Regions from separate parts of the Mus musculus genome. Here all the other regions are linked to region 3. Evidence: chromatin contacts called from public HiChIP or PLAC-seq and promoter capture Hi-C data. All regions are on one chromosome and are shown on one strand. The core of a region is the stretch at or near the end of the contact, and the rest is flanking DNA. Distances in the headings are between cores, read along the strand shown.

Region 1 (2,700 bases), core at 197-2,696, 530 kb after region 3:
TATATGTATATATAATAATATAGTATGTATATACAATAATGTGTATATGCAATAATGATAGTAATAATAAGTAGGAACATAGGATGAGCTTGGAACTTGGGTGCCCTGCCACAGGGCTCTTGCCTAGCATGTAGTTTGAAATGTTCTGTTGCCCTTGTGTGTGCTGCTGTGCTCCTCTTTGAGCTTGAAGGTGCAGAGGAGTTGGAGGCTGGGCGGAGCTATTTGAACGATAATGTGTGTGTCTATGTCTCTTAATGTTCAGAGTTGGAGAGATGGTTCAGCAGGTAAAGATGCTTGTGCTACAAGCTGGACAGTCTGAGTCTGATCCTGAGAACCTACATAAAGATGGAAGGAGGGAACCAACTCCACAAAGTTGACCTCTGACCTCCATACACACATAATAAAAGATAATTTTTTAAAAAGCTAACAGTCTATATGTATATCTATATTAGTGTATAGACTCCAAAGAAGTCTGATGTTACTGAAAAATGGAACGAGACAGAAAATAGACTTTGCGCTGGAAGTATAGGCGTAGCAATACCTCAGCACCAAAAGAGAAGGGAAACCTCAGCTTCTGTAGTCAGACGGGCCCAGTGTCAGGTTCTGGTTCTGTTCTCTAAATATCTAGAGGAGCTGTGTGACTTGGAGCCTCTGCTCAGGTCTTCTTGTGTGTCACAAAGAAAACAGGAAGTAGTATGTCATGGAGTTTTGTCCCTCTTTCCCTTCCTAGCCTAACACTTTGGATGTGATCAATCAGTTGAGATGTACTGCTCTTTGGGGGCTAGTGAGTATGCTCACCTCAGGCAGGCATGCTCTAGGGTCCTCGGCCTACACCTATCTATGCTGGCCCTAGTTTTCCATTCTGCATCATGTGGCACACTGCAGTGTGCCTGCAAGTGCTTGGTGGCCGGCTGGCGGCTGGCTCAGAGTGTTTGGGGTGGTGGTAATTACTAGGATGGCCCATCCCTAATGAGTGTGATCTCGTTACACTCTTGCTGCTTCTAATGGAGCTAACCTCATTTCACAGCCATTAGCGATGGAGATGAGGCTCCGCCCACAGGCCCCACCAGCTGCAGCTCTCATAGCTTTGGCCACGTTCTTCCCCACTGCTCGCCATTACAGTTCACCTCTCCGGCTCCCTCTTTTTTCCCTGCTTTCCTCTGGACTCCTCTCTCCTGGTCCCCATTGTTCACCCCTCTTCTCTCTCCTCTTCTGTCTCCTTGCCTCCACCTCTGGGCTGCCTTCCATTCATCCTCCTCCACATGGTGTCTGTCCTCCCCTTGAGTTTTGTTTCCTTCTCTCTGTCTTCTTTGGCACCCTTCCCCTGCCCTTCACCTCTGCTGTCCTTCCCCTCCCCCACACTGCCCTGTCTGGCCAGAGGACAGATCTCCAGGGGAAACCAGCAAAGGCAAACAAAATGCAGTGACTTCATTATACTGGTTAATTTGCCACTTCAGTTCCTCCCATAAGGGTCATAACCAGCAAGGCTTGAACTCAGGACTGACCTGGTGCTGAGTTAAGCATTGCTGTTTTCATGCAGGACCACACCCTCTCCTTCATCTTGGGCTGTCTTTCTTGGACTGGAAGGGTAGGGTGTCTTTTTCTCTGTCTACATAACCTTGCCTCCCTTTTCATGTAAAATGTGGAATCCCTCTCATCTCAAAGCCACTTCCTCCCTCTCTATCTCTGTCTTCTGGCCCAGTCTTGTCTAGACCTTTTTAAAGGGAGGGTCTCAGGCTGGCCTCAAACTCCCTTTGTAGCTGAGGATGACCTTGAACTGAGTCCTGCTTCCACCCTGCGAGTGCTGAGATGACAGGCGCACATGTGCCACCACGCCTAACGGCCCAGCACCTGTCTCCCACTCTTGTCTGCTCTGTTCTCTCTACTCTCCAGTGCCTTACGTTCCTAAAGCACCAGGATGTATCTCTGGGCTTTCAGAAATGACAGAATGTGAAGAAGCCAGAAGTGGAAGAAGGGTTCCCACGGCCTGCCCAGGCCAGTTTTCTAAACATGGGATGGAGGCAGCAATAGATGGATGAGGCCTATGGGTGGAGAGAGGAGACTGGAGCTAGAGGCTTGGAAGAGAAGGGCTGAGGGCCTTTGGCTTGGACAGCCAACAAAGCAAGGAATGAAAATTTTCAGTATGGAAACAAATTTACTCTAATTTTTTTTCCTCCAAGGAAACAGTCCAATCATCTGTCTTCCTTCATTAAGAAGCCAAATGACTGGCAACTGACCCTTGACCTTTCGCTTAAACTGAATCCCAAAGGGAGAGGGTAAGGGTAGTTAGCTGTGACCGGAGGCTGCAGAGGGGAAATGTCTACACTTGAAGTAAAAATGTATGGCCCACACCCATCCTGCCCCATCAGTTTGACACCTCAGCAAGCTACAAGCCCTATACACATATACCCTGTCCTACACTGGGGCTTCACACACCCCGGGCAATAACGGTCTCCCAATTGTATATTGCATATGTAATTCTGGTGGATGGCTCTACTGCAAATTCCAAGGCCCGAACCTTAGCTCTGAAATAATCCTGTGTTCATGCCCAGACACAGAAGGAATCTCCAGTTCTCTCACTGGACTTTTGGAAGGGAAGAGAAAGTGTTGAGTGCTGAGTGGCCTTGGTAGGAAACAGAAGAGAAACCAGACATGATGCTACATGCCTGTGAGCCCAGGTTAGGGAGGGAGAGGCAAGAA
Region 2 (2,856 bases), core at 50-2,549, 550 kb after region 3:
GAACCCTCTCACTTCTTGATGCTGTTGGTGATGAGCAGATGGGAATCGTGCCTCTCATCCAATAGAAGCATGGCCCCAAGGTAGCCCACCCTCTTGTCTGTGAATCTGGGGGAGGCGATCAGTTTCAGGCACTCCATCTATAGGGAAGGAGGCAGACCAGGAGGGCAGTGTGAAACCACAGGGCACTAACTTCCGGGCTACAATCTCCTTTAGGCCAGATTAACTTGTGAGGGATCATATTTCATCACTCTCTCTGTAACCAGAAGCTTAAGTGTGGATCCAGATGACAGCAGGCAGGTTTCAGGGACCTGTGTAGGAGTGGAGTCTGGAAAGGGGATGGGGAGGTGCTGAACGGGGCTGGCAAGAAATCACTAGTAGGGTGATAAAAGGTTCAGAAACTAAAGGATTTAGCTGGGTAGGGCGGGGCATGCCTGAAAGTCCCTACACTGAAACGGAGGCAGGGTTTTCTCGAGTTCCCAGTCCGGGCTATAGAGAACCTGTTTCGAAACAAAAAAACTGGAGGAAAAAAACAAAAACAAAAACAAAAAAACAAAAACCACAGCCTGGGTACAAACACAAAGGGGCGCACTGGCCATCTTCCTCAAAATTTGTAGCCATCCCAGGCCAGTACCTGTCCAAAGTGGGCGGGGTAGCCCAACATGTGGACGTAGAGCAGTTTGGCCAGCTGGCGATGCCTCTGCAGGGGATCCCCATCGCGGAAGGAGGCCCGAATTTGGGCGCACTCCTTCTGGATCACCTCCCGTTCCTGGGCCTGCGTCTTGGCCCCGCGAATCTCTTCGATTAGGTCCTGAAGTCTCAACGAATGCACCACCATCCTGGGGACAGAGCCCGGGAGTTGAAAAGACTTTATTTCAACACGTTCTAGCCGGTTGGATAGAATTGCCTTGTGCCAAGATCTCGAAGGGATTGCGTCCCACCGCCGCCCTAAAACTGTGCCCACTTTTACCTCCCACATGTACCCGGGGGCCACCCTCCCGCCTCGCAAGGACATCCCCACTACGCATGCGTCCTTGCTCCACCCTGTGGCTGTTTCTACTGAGCCTGCGCTACAGACCAGTCTATTTCTCGCTCTTCTTCCCGGACCAGTTTCTCCTCTCTAGTTTTCCTTCTGGTTCTCTGTACTATTCCCTTCGCGAGATTTCTTGCCCCCATTCCCACTTCAGAAGGCACTAGTTTCCCAGTCCCAAGCTCACCTGGCTTCGGTGTCAACTTTGCTCCTCTACCCCCCACCCAGCACTTCCTGGTATGGGACAGAGCTGGGGTTGGTGCTCGGTTCGGGGCCCTTCCCTCTTCCCCGCCTCTATCACGGGACCCCGCCCCTCTAGGGCCTCCCTGCTGAGTCGTCTTGACATTTCTGACCTCTGGCCTGTCTCTGGCACTTTGGTAAAGGAGCCTAGAATTGTTCCATGATTGTGGCTCCCCCAGGGGCCTCACTTTTCATCCACCCCACCAGGTGGCACTCAGAGAGCTTGAGTCAGAAGCCATCGCACCCCAAAGGAGATGACAGTCCCCCCCTTTTTGGAACTTTTTTATTAATATACTTTTTTTTGTTAAATTTCTTTGTTATTTTTTTTTTCCTGCAAGACTTGATGTTGGCGGCACTGTTGTATAACTTCAATCCCAAATTCCATGAAATAGAAATCAGAAGTAAAGATTGAGAAGGAAGGAAGGAAGGGAGGCAGGAGGAAGGCAGGCCAGGGAGTAAACAGAGGTTGACTAGAAAAATAAGAAGAGTGTGTGTGTGGTGGGCATTCCTGGGCAAGGCCATTCCTTGAGGAAGGGATTGATTGGCAGGCAGCTTGCCTCTGCCTCATGCAGGGTAGGAAAGTCCCCCGGGGTTCCACAGTCCCCTCTTGTACAGCTTTCTGTCCCCAGAGGGAAAGTTAGTCCCAGGGATCAGCCATAATCTCAAACAGGCTCTCCCCCCAACTCTCGTCCGGGGTTGACACCCACCTCTGCCCTGCCCTGTGTGGGGCAGCGGCTTCCTCTGATTCCCCGTTAGCTCCCATCTCGCAGGAGTCTACGCGAGGGGTTAGAAACTAGACTTGTGACAGCATCTGCTGCCCTTCAGCCCTCAACGTGTTCGCCCCACAACTGTCAGAGCTGAGGACTGGGGTCCTCGCTTGCTGCAGCGCCTCTAACCCTCTGCAGAAATGTCTTCTTCAGTCCCCTTAGGAATTTAATCAAAGGCCACAAGTGAGTCCAGACCAACCAAATAAATTTTCAGGGGGGCAGAGAAGGGTAGAGAGGTGAGTGGCAGAATCTGAAGAGGGGCGGGCTTGGTTGCACCAGATGGTTTTTCGTTGCTTTTCTCAATACTCTTGGCTTGGCGTGCCATCCTTGGTGGTTGGGAGAGGGACTGGTTGAGGAGGGCAGGAGAGGGAGCACGGGGAGTTTCCTGTTGTTCGCTCCCCTTTTCTCCCTCAGGGAAGATCAAAGTAGGCAAGAACTTAGGTAGGTTCTGGGAGGTAAGAGTGGAGGGTACTTTTCCTGCAGCTTTCCCTTGGGGCCAGTGAGCCCCAAGTGGCTCAGGCAGTGCCTTGTCTGGCCACCCAATCACTTCTTATGCATTTCCTTTCTCCCCTCCACTCAGATTCCAGGAGATTCCTCAGGACACCAAACCCCCACCCTTGGTGAAGTTTTGATTCAAAGAAAAGGTTGGGGAGGACATGGGGGGGGGCAATGGTCTGACTTAGATTTGTGTATCTCAGAGGAGAGAGCAACTCTGAGAGAGAACAGCCCTTCATATGTAAACAATCTAGAGAGAGAAGGGGTCAGGGTGGGAAAGAAAAACCAGGAAGACCAGAGACGGGTCCAGAATAAATGAGACCATCT
Region 3 (2,766 bases), core at 253-2,752:
GCTCTCTTATAGAATCAAGATTACCAGCCCAGAGATGGTCCCACCCACAAGGGGCCTTTCCCCCTTGATCACTAATTGAGAAAATGCCTTGCAGTTGGATCTCATAGAGGCATTTCCTCAACTGAAGCTCCTTTCTCTGTGATAACTCCAGCTGTCAGGTTGACACAAAACCAGCCAGTACACCACCCAAATCCACTAAGTTCTAATGGAAGGCGTCTTCCTACCGTTACCATTTTGCTGGAGCTACAAACTGTTGCTGTCTGTCGTGTTCCCAGTAAACTAAGGGGTGTGGGTCCCAGTATACCTTTTGCCCCCTTTATAGCTCAACTGTGGAATATCACAGTTTCTTTCTGGTGCTTCTCTGTCAGTGTCATCTCATGAAAGAGCTATCTGTCTGGGAGCAAGAGCGACAGACACTTGAACTACAACAGCTTTTCCAGTAACAATGCACTGCAGTGGTTAGTGTGGGGACATAGCTATACAGATAGGTGTTTTGCCAGAACCTGGAGCACCTTGAAAAGAATGTCATCAACAGAGAGCAATGAGAAACTCAACAGCAACACAAACATTGCCTGCCCATTCTTTCCCTTATTGCTTTACCCACTCCTCCAAATGGCAGCTGAGCCCGAGGCAGCCCCGAGTCTGAAGCTTATTAGTACTTAACGCTTCACGTCCACAGAACATTGGTTTATTCGCTCCTTTTATGAGTCACATGAAAGCAACTAGCCGTTTGTTTTGTAGCGTGGTCTAGAGGAATCAGCTGAGGAGGCGCAATTCGAGACATTAATTTGTGGCTCCGCCCCGCCCCCCATGTTTTCTGTGTGAGTTTATGTGAAATGCTCCTTTTTCAGGTGCCAACAGTGTTCCACCTGCAAAGCCGCGATAACGGTTCTTGCCTTGCATGAAGCATCAAGAATTAATAACAATCGACTTGTCAACAAAAGCTATTTAGTTATGTTTTACCAGTAAGTTCCGTTTTACCAACTCAGAATGTTGTTGAACTACACCTACAAATAAAGTTTTGCAGGCCAGTTAGGCACCCAGCCACGAGGGTTTCAACCGCCCAGGGGTCCTCAGCGGAGCCGCCCACAGGACGTGACCTTAGGCTTCACCCCCACCCTGCGCAGGCAGCCGGGGTCCCACGCGCAGGAGCGCAGAGCGCCGAACTCTGACGCAGGCGTGCTTCGAGCCCTCCAGCCGTTCCCCTGCACGCTGTGCTGGACGCAGATTGATCGTCCTGACTGTTTTCACAAGAGGTGACCCTTACAAGGCCGGAGATAATCAAGATGCAGACGCGCTCTCCGGCGCCGACCTACCGTCTGGGTCGCCAAGGAGTCCTAAAGGGCGAGCGCGGCCTCGCCGCAAGCTCGCGGTCGTCGAGCGCTAACCTGCACGGCTCGCCGCCGGAGCGCTAAGGCCGGGGCCTGCCCGGGAAAGGCGCTGCCGCCAGCGTAGAAACAACTGGGTCTTAAATCAGCCGGGCACAGGACGGGGCGGGGCCTCCGTTCCCGCCTGGCGCAGCCCCGCCCCGGGAGCGCGCGCTCAGCGCAACTGTCGCGGTAGCGGCTCGGATCCTGGAAGTCGGAACTTCACCCATTTAACAAAGGGGAAGACTAGGCACGGAAGGTTATATAGAGGTGGCGGCCCAGCTCGGAAGCTTAGGCCTGCCACTGTGGTGCTCGGAGGTCGAGCCAATGTGTTGTTGGTATCAGAGATCGTCCTGTCTCGGCCTCCCGATTGATGAGAGGAAAGGTGCACGCCACTACACCCCCACTGGTTTGTTTTTATTTATCGATGTGGGCGAGCGCATGCGCCATATGTGGGCGGTGTCCACGGAGGCCGGAAGAGGGAGCCAGAGCCCTTTGAGCCGATGTTACAGGTGCTTGTGAGCTGCCAGATTTTGGGTTCTGGGACTTGAACTCAGATCCTTTTACTACGTTGCTCCAGCCTCACCTCTTGAATTTCTTAACCTACCTCGCCTCCTCCGCGCTCCCTCTGTTTTTTTTTAAAGTCACGTTTTATTTACTGTGTGTCCTACGTGTGCTGTGGAGGTCAGAAGACATTCTGGGAGTGAGACATCATAGGCTTGGTAGCAAGCTCCTTTACCCATTGAGCCGCGTTAACTGCCCTGCCCCATTCCCACATCCCTTATTTCCCATCATCCTTCCTTCACTCCTACTTATGCCTACACTGGTTTTGTAAAACTAAGGGTACCCAATCAGGAAGTGACTTCTTTTGGAAAATAAGATGTTTAGCTGTACTGTTAATCCTTCACCACACCTACTCAGGAGGTTGAGTTAGGAAGATCGAGAGTTCAAAGCTAGGCCCGGGCACTATGCTGAAGTTGCCCATCTAAAAAAATAAAAGTCTTAAATAAACTGCTTCAAGGTTATTAGAGCTCTTTATACGTTTTTATTTATTTTACTGTTGTTTACGTGTGTGGGTGTTTGACTGGCACATATGTCTGTGAACCACTTGTATGCTTACTGCTGTGGGATCCTCTGGAACCGGTTACAGTTACCACCATATAAGTGTGGAGAATCCAACCCAGGTTTACTTGAAGAGGGATGGTTGAGCCATCTCCCTAGCCCAGTGATTAGATCGCTTGCATCAGAGAACAAACTGATAGGATGGAGCAAAAGTGCTAGGAAATGGAGCTGTTTGGCTTTTCCTTAGAACAGCAGTTCTCAACCTGTGGTCGAGACCCCTTTGGTTGGTTGAACGACCCTACAGGGGTCACCTAAGGCCACTGGAGAACACAGGTGT

The links. Promoter capture Hi-C pulls out the DNA fragments that hold promoters and counts their contacts. HiChIP or PLAC-seq counts read pairs in DNA pulled down with a chosen protein or histone mark.
Region 1: a contact with region 3 is called in a promoter capture Hi-C map of liver, with 1.9 times the contacts expected there. The contact joins the enhancer-like site here to the promoter of Haus4 in region 3. A contact is called at or near these places in 3 of 39 promoter capture datasets (cranial neural crest, liver and pre-B cells) and 1 of 115 datasets of contacts at active chromatin or transcription factors (bone marrow-derived macrophages).
Region 2: a contact with region 3 is called in an H3K4me3 HiChIP or PLAC-seq map of bone marrow-derived macrophages, with 3 times the contacts expected there. The contact joins the promoter of Ap1g2 here to the promoter of Haus4 in region 3. A contact is called at or near these places in 1 of 115 datasets of contacts at active chromatin or transcription factors (bone marrow-derived macrophages) and 1 of 9 other capture datasets (adipose tissue).

What each region holds. Positions count from the first base shown.
Region 1 is chr14:55,084,510-55,087,209 of GRCm38.p6, forward strand. The region is part of intron 1 of Zfhx2 (zinc finger homeobox 2); the gene reads right to left. Among named protein-coding and RNA genes, the nearest start is that of Zfhx2, 6.2 kb to the right of the region's middle. Within about 2 kb of position 1,447, at least 42 of the 459 cell types and tissues checked have an H3K27ac peak or open chromatin away from gene starts, as enhancers often do. A contact at or near this core is called in liver, where this site is marked.
Region 2 is chr14:55,105,294-55,108,149 of GRCm38.p6, forward strand. It overlaps Ap1g2 (adaptor protein complex AP-1, gamma 2 subunit), which reads right to left and starts at 1,300. Exons shown (of 22, transcript NM_007455.5): 1 at 1,215-1,300; 2 at 632-836; 3 at 13-137. The coding sequence starts at 835. It overlaps Jph4 (junctophilin 4), which reads right to left. Exons shown (of 6, transcript NM_177049.5): 6 at 1,533-2,856.
Region 3 is chr14:54,552,859-54,555,624 of GRCm38.p6, forward strand. It overlaps Haus4 (HAUS augmin-like complex, subunit 4), which reads right to left and starts at 1,503. Exons shown (of 10, transcript NM_145462.2): 1 at 1,317-1,503.